Linked DNA regions of Mus musculus: region 2 is linked to region 1. Evidence: chromatin contacts called from public ChIA-PET data. All regions are on one chromosome and are shown on one strand. The core of a region is the stretch at or near the end of the contact, and the rest is flanking DNA. Distances in the headings are between cores, read along the strand shown.

Region 1 (3,426 bases), core at 429-2,928:
TCACCATCTATTTCAGTGACATCGTGGGCTTCACCACCATCTCAGCCTTGAGTGAGCCCATTGAGGTGGTGGGCTTCCTCAATGATCTCTACACGCTGTTTGATGCTGTTCTCGACAGCCATGATGTGTATAAGGTGAGGACAACAGGTGACCTTCTTCTCTCTGTAGCCAGCACCACTAATTTGTGTCTATCCACTCACTGTGCGCTTGTATCAATTAACCCTGCTGTGTAATGAATAATCTCAAAGTCCAGTAGCATACAAAGAAACCATTTGTGACTCACAAGGCATCTCCAGCCAGATGTGGGCCAGGTGGGCAGCTTGCTGATCTTAGTTTGGTTTTCTGCATCTCTGGAACCTTGACTGGAGGGACTGGGCTCTGGCCCAGAGTCTCTCTGAGATGGTTCACATGTATAGCTGGGTTCTGAGAGAGGGCAGAGGCATGTTAGCCCTTGAGCTCTCGCCTGGGGTTGGCACACTGCTTTTCCTGACAAATTCTGTTGGCTGAGGGAGACAACTTGAAGAGGTGGAAGACGCAGTACCAGCTGTGGATGGGCGTTGTAGCCACATTGCAGGGGATGTGAATCCAAGGAGGGATGGAGTGTGACATTTAAGTTGATTTCTTCCGGAAAGAGTCAGGAGATGGAGCAGGCAAGCTGCTTACACTGTTTGTAGTGCCCCAGCACTTACTGAGCACCTACTGTATACAAGATGCCAGGTTAAGGGCTTTGTGTGCATGAGGACTTAGGAGGAAAGGGCTAGCACCCCTCACTTACAGATGAGATGGTGGGGTGAAGTGACTCGGGTGAACCTGAGGGCTGAACTTGCTGTTGAGTCCTCAGCCCCTTGTAGGAAGTTTACCCTCTTTGCGACATAGATTCTCTTGGGATAATGTCACAGTGGCCCACAAGCCCTCTGGAGTTGACCCAGCTCTTCTCTGAGTGCATTTGTGGCTGTTCCACCTCTGTGGACCACCACATTTTTCTGAGTGTTCGAGGCTCACACCACCAGACCTTCTCATATAACCCTTCCTCTTCCTGATTCACCCACCTTTTTCCTCTCTCCCTGCTCCCTGCTAGCCATCTTTCCAGTCTCCCATTCACTCCCTTGCATAGGTAGCTGCTCTCATTGGCACTTGTAAAACTCCCCTTGGCAGAATTTGTTGATTCAGTCCAGAGGCCCAGAGAGGAAGGAAGCCTGCCTGGGTCTACACAGACAACAGCAGAGCCACGAGGAACCCCAAGTGTTCACAGGCTACCACAAGCACTCTCTCCTGCAGACAGTATGGTGGTGACCACCTTTGCCACTGCCACTTGAGACCCCAGCCTCTCTTCTGCTCCCCCTGGGGACTCCATGGCTCCTAAGATGTCTGGAAGGCCAATGGGCACACCCCGGCCTCCTGTGTGTCCCACAGGTCTCCCTGCGCCTCCATGCTTTGATCTGCCCCAAGTTACCCCTGGCCTGTCTCTCCTACCTCTGCCAATCTTTTCTCACACATGTGGCCCTCACAGCTCTGAATCACGGCTCAGCTCTGCTCTGAACTCCAGCCAAGAGGCCTGCATCTTCCCAGCAGAGGGAAATGAAATCAAACAAGGCCCGCACACCCCTCCAGATGTGGGGAACAGCAGGCCCAGCCTCTGTGATGTGTAGTGCATCTCTCATCACTCCCCCCATCTGCCTTGGTCCCCCCGCCCATCAACAGCAGGATCTAGTTACCACTTTGAATCTTTTCTGGGCTGAGAAGCAACCATATAACCACTTCCTGCAAGGGTGGCAGTATGGGTAGGGGTGAGGGAGAGAATGGAGGATAAGGATGGGGGTTGGTAATGGGGTTGGGTGGAAGGACCACCCCAGCATCAGCATTGCTGGGTGAGCACTTCTCTGTACATAGCAAAGAATTTGAGTGCTGGGACAAGGCTTGGGACAGGAGAAAGGGGACAAGGAGAGGTGTGGTTTCCCAGCTCAACCTGCTGTGTGAGATGTGAGGCCTTAGCCATCTAAGCCATCAAACAACCCCAAAGCTTGTCCACCCTCTGAGCCCAAAGTTCCCCTTAGTGAAGCACGGGGTTGAAATACCAGTGGCTCAGCTCTGCTCTGCAGATTAGAAGAGACAGGGCAGTCACCGACAGAAGGCTAGCAGCGACTGACCTCAGCTCTTCCTCATTCTCAGGCCTCACCCTGACGGAGAGCTTGGCCTCGAGGTCTTCACAGCATGCCATCTTTGGCACTATGTGTGCCCTTGGTGGGATGATTTAGCCCTCCATACACATGAAGCTCAGAGAGGGCAAGAGTCCCTCATGGAGGCTGCACAGCAAGTAGGTAGCACAGTCAGAGTCTACAAGCATGCTCAGTGGGAGGCAGCCATTCGTCTTGCTTCTCCTCTGTGGTAGCCTCCTCTTTGAAGGAAGCACATACACTTCAGGCAGCCATGGCCTCCCTTGCAAGTGGCTGCTTGTTTCCAGGCAGCTCTGGGCATGCCACCTCTGTGAGGGCCAGTGTGGCTGACCCTGCAGTGCTGGGCTGGGGGCAGGGCTGGTAAGAGCCAAGGTACATGACTTGGGGTGTGTGGGGCATTGCGGTGTCTCGAGAAACAAACAACTCTGCAGTAGAGGGGTGTGGTGGAGGGGGCATCACACAGACATTGGGTCCTGGGGCTTCAGGGGGCTCCCTGTGGGCAGGGTCACAGCTGGCTCTGTTAACTCCACATACAGCTCACAGGGAAGAGCTGTGGCTGCAAAGGAAGCCCCAGTGTGTGCAGGCAGCAGAGCTGTGGTGCTTCCAGAACGTTCTTTTCTTCTTCTACCTCCTCCTCTTTAATTTCTCTCTCTCTCATTCTCTCTCTCTCTCTCATTCTCTCTCTGTGTCTATCTCTGTGTGTGTCTGTCTCTCTGTGACTGTCTGTGTGTCTGTCTGTCTCTGTTGGTCTGTTGTCTGTTTCTCTCTCTGTGTGTGTGTGTGTGTGTGTGTGTGTGTGTGTGTGTGTGTGTGTGCGTGCATGTATCTCTGTGTGTGCATGTGTGTGCATGTATGTGGAGAACAGAGGACTACTTGTGGAACCAGTTCTCTCCTTCCACCATGAGGGTTCTAGGCTCAAGCTCAGGTCACCAAACTCAGCTGCATACACTCTTACCCACGGAGCCATCACACACACACACACACACACACACACACACACACACACACACTGTCACCTGCCTTACAGCCAGAAGCCACCTGAAGCTCGCATCTCTCATCAGTGCCCAGTGCCTGGGTCTGGAGATCTGGCAGAGGCTGCAGAGTGTGTGAGATCTGGGGGTGGTAGGGTGAGGGCTACTGATCGGCAGCATGTAGGATTGGGTGTGCAACAGGCTGCCCCAGCATGACGTTGCTGTTTGCAGGTGGAGACCATAGGGGATGCCTACATGGTGGCTTCTGGTCTCCCTCGGCG
Region 2 (3,426 bases), core at 547-3,046, 220 kb after region 1:
TTGAAGCAAAACAAAAACAAAAGAAATACCAAAACAAGAACAAAATACTAAAAAAAAAAAAAAAAAAAAAAAAAAAAAAAATACCCAGTCCAGTCCATGGGAGTGTGAGGTCGTGGCCATCTTTTCCTTCACTTTTACATTTAGGACATATCATCTAGAACATATTTTGAGTGTCCTGTATGTGTTGAAGGGAGTAAGTAACAAAGACACACGGTAATCAAGGGGCTAATATGTCCTGTCACCGACACAGGATGTTCTGACCATTTTTCCACAGAGGAATTCAAGTGAGGATTATTAGAAGGCCTCCAATCTCCTCCCGGAAGGCAGAGAAGTGTGACATGATGGGGACCCCAGGGAGGAGACCAGGAGGACTTGATGCTAGAAAATGTTAATCTAGAACGTATCATCCGTCGCCTCCATCCTGTCCCCTGACTCATACTCTGCTCTCCACTCCGCCCTGTCTGGAGGCCCTAAGACATGGAACTCGTCATTTCCTGCCGGGGTAAATCACAGACTGACGTGTGATACTCGTTCTTAGTTTTTACCATACCCCAGGTATAGATGCTCACATCCATCAGGGTGGAGGGAGGCCTTTCCACAGGGTGGCGCTGGGAGGGGTGGGGTGGGGGGAGGGGCGCTTCCCACTCCGAGGCTTCCTGGCTCGGCTCCCAGGTGATTTTACAGCCTCTGGGTCTGAGTCTGCATCTTCTGGATGCGCCTCAGTTCGCTTGCTACAGCACTGACGTGTGACCGCTTAACTGTGGCCGTTTCCTGGCCCAGGGAGCCTGGGCTTTGGGGAGCCTGGGAAAGAGACAAGAAAGAGAGCTTTATATGAGGTAAGCCTCGACAGCAATAACGAAGGCCAAGGACCAACTTACATTTATACCGTGCTTAACCATTTACAAAGCTCCAGAGAACTCTAGTCATCTTTATGAGCCTGTGCGAAGGTCACCTCGTTTTACCAAAGAACAGCTCTCCCAGGCAGAGTTGATCCTTCCGCCCACACTGGGTAAAATTTCCATTATCATCCTTACTGCTGTGCAAGACACTTATTTGTGTATCCCATGCTTCCCTTGAGTCATCAGCTCCTTGGAGACAGATCACTTTTCCTGTCATAAAATGTGTATTTTTTCTAAAAAAGAACAAAAAGTAATTTTAGTGTTTATTATGCATAAATGTGTAATTATAAAAGTGATATTTATAGTTACAATAAAAATAGTATGTCTAGGGTCAGTTAGATGGCTCTGGTACAGAGGTGCTTGTCAGACCTGACAACATGTGTTTGGTCTCCAGGAATCATATGGTGAAGGAAGAGAACCTACTTTCATAAACTGTCTTCTGAACTTCACATGCATACTGTAGAATATATGTACACACACACACACACACACACAAAGAGAGAGACAGAGAGAGAGAGAGAGAGAGAGAGAGAGAAAATGTAATTTTAAAATAGTATGCAAGCCAGGTATGGTGGCACACACCTTTAATTCCAGAACTCAGAGGGGCAGAGGCAGGCAGATCTCTGTGAATTTGAGGCTAGCCTGGTCTACATTATGAGCTCCAGGACAGTCACAGTCAAAAGCCAATCTCCCGGAGCCGATCAGTGACCTCCAGGATCAGTGAGAGACCCTGTCTCAAAAACCAAGACAGTGATTGAGGGAGACATTGAACTCAGCATCCCAAATCCCTGTGGTAAGCTGGCAGGTCACTCTGCTCAGGAGCCTTCTAACTAGAGCAGAGAATTCACTCCACAGACTGCGCCCCAACACCACCCCATGTACTCTGATAATATCATCCCCCGTCCTCTCTCGGCTTCCTGTTTTTCTGTTTGAAACCTGTTACTATGGAAACATTGTGGCAAGCTATAGTGGGGTTTCTAAGTGAAGTGTTAAGAATTTTTAGAACCTGCAGAAATACAATGTTGGTGTTTAGGGAATAAGAGCTCAAATTATGTGACTTATTCATGACTTCACATACTGTGTCATAAATACTAACATGGAAATATGAGCCAGCACTGAAGAGATAAGTGGTACTTTATAAAATTTATGTACCCAGGTTTTAAATTTTTCATGGGCGTGTCCATGAGAAATGTTAAAACCACAAAAATGCAACACACAACTTGGGAAGACCTATGGAAAAGGCAGATGACAGAATGCCAGCATGTCCTCATAAATTCACATCTGTGAAAGGACTGGGGACCTGGACAGCCAGGGGATGTGGGAAACATCTGTACGATGTTCTGGGTGATGACCATATTCCTTAAAAACTGTCTACGATCATTCTTATTAGACATTCAATGCAGGGTACCGTAACAAACATTTCAGTAAGAGAATTATTACCAAGGGCACAATAGGAAAAACAAAACAGAACAAAGCAAAAATCACTTCCCTGGCTTGGCTTGAGTTGGCTAAGTTTGGGCTCCTTTATCATCCTAGCTCTGCCATCAAGCAGGTGTGTGACTCAAGAAGTTGTCCAATCTCCCCGGGCCTATTGCTCATCTAATCTGGGCTTTAATTCTGAAGTTACTTATTAGGTTATTTTATTACTTATTAGGTTCTTTTAGCCCCATGTGTGTGTAGAGGCATGCTTATGCTATGGCCCACACATAGAGTCAGAGGATACATCGTGGGAGTTGGATCTTTATTTCCATCGTGGGAGTGTCCCTGGATCCAGGGACTGAACTCAGGTCATCAGGCTTGGCTTTACCTGATGAGCCGTCTCATCAGCACCTCTTTCTTTAAGTGAGGCCTATGTCTAGTTTCTTCCAGGAGGTAATATTTCAAACCAGTTCCTTGTGGCCAAGGCTTGGGGGCTGCACTACTTAAGAGGAACTAGTAATGGCACGAGCTTAACAATTATCATTTCACTGTGCACTCTGCCTTCTCACATCCATTTTCTTATTTATACAGTTACTTTAAATGTAGCAATTCCAACTTTCTATTTTTTGTATTATAAAAATTGGGTACTGATAATTTTATTCTGGGAAAGATTAGTCTGCTAAGGCAAGAACCACAGTGGGTATACCTTCCAGAGTTGGTCATTTTCCTTCATCCCACAATGTTAGTCAGTAGCCAAGGGCAAGGGCTATGTCTGTGTCTACAGGCCAATCCCAAAGAGATTCAGTAAGTGGCTCTTTGTTAGACAATTGGGAGGGAGGAAGCTGAGGCAGATATGGGGCTGAGGAAGGCCTCCAGTGCCAGGGGCAAACTTCTGTCTGTTTCTGTATTTCTCAACTTTCTAAATCTCAACAAGCAAAAATATCAACAAAGCACATGTTAAAATCTTTTTTTCCTGGCTTTTTGTCACCCTTGTTTCCCATAACAACACTGTAGTCAATTCTTCTAGCATTTTAAGTACTGCTTGCTTCTCCAGTGTCTAGAGTGTGGTTTTTCTTAAAAAGGACAACTATTAAAATGATTGTACAGG

Evidence for each region. ChIA-PET counts read pairs in DNA pulled down with a chosen protein or histone mark.
Region 2: a contact with region 1 is called in an RNA polymerase II ChIA-PET map of effector CD8 T cells, with 6 times the contacts expected there. The contact joins two enhancer-like sites. A contact is called at or near these places in 13 of 39 promoter capture datasets (the 3T3-L1 cell line, the C10 cell line, the SN4741 cell line and 7 more), 2 of 15 datasets of contacts at CTCF or cohesin (large pre-B cells and pro-B cells), 31 of 484 Hi-C or Micro-C datasets (the AML12 cell line, the BV-2 cell line, the C10 cell line and 19 more), 18 of 115 datasets of contacts at active chromatin or transcription factors (the 230-238 cell line, the HPC-7 cell line, the SCID.adh cell line and 13 more) and 3 of 9 other capture datasets (adipose tissue, liver and macrophages).

Annotation. Positions count from the first base shown.
Region 1 is chr7:98,467,638-98,471,063 of GRCm38.p6, forward strand. It overlaps Gucy2d (guanylate cyclase 2d), which reads left to right. Exons shown (of 19, transcript NM_001130693.3): 14 at 1-134; 15 at 3,377-3,426. Among named protein-coding and RNA genes, the nearest start is that of Gm38588, 12 kb to the right of the region's middle. Within about 2 kb of position 1,679, at least 40 of the 459 cell types and tissues checked have an H3K27ac peak or open chromatin away from gene starts, as enhancers often do. A contact at or near this core is called in the CH12 cell line, DN2 thymocytes, the P5424 cell line and 2 more, where this site is marked.
Region 2 is chr7:98,692,470-98,695,895 of GRCm38.p6, forward strand. Gm15506 (predicted gene 15506) reads right to left here. Exons shown (of 1, transcript NR_144495.1): 1 at 1-3,426. Among named protein-coding and RNA genes, the nearest start is that of Gm15506, 8.7 kb to the right of the region's middle. Within about 2 kb of position 1,797, at least 143 of the 459 cell types and tissues checked have an H3K27ac peak or open chromatin away from gene starts, as enhancers often do. A contact at or near this core is called in the CH12 cell line, DN2 thymocytes, the P5424 cell line and 2 more, where this site is marked.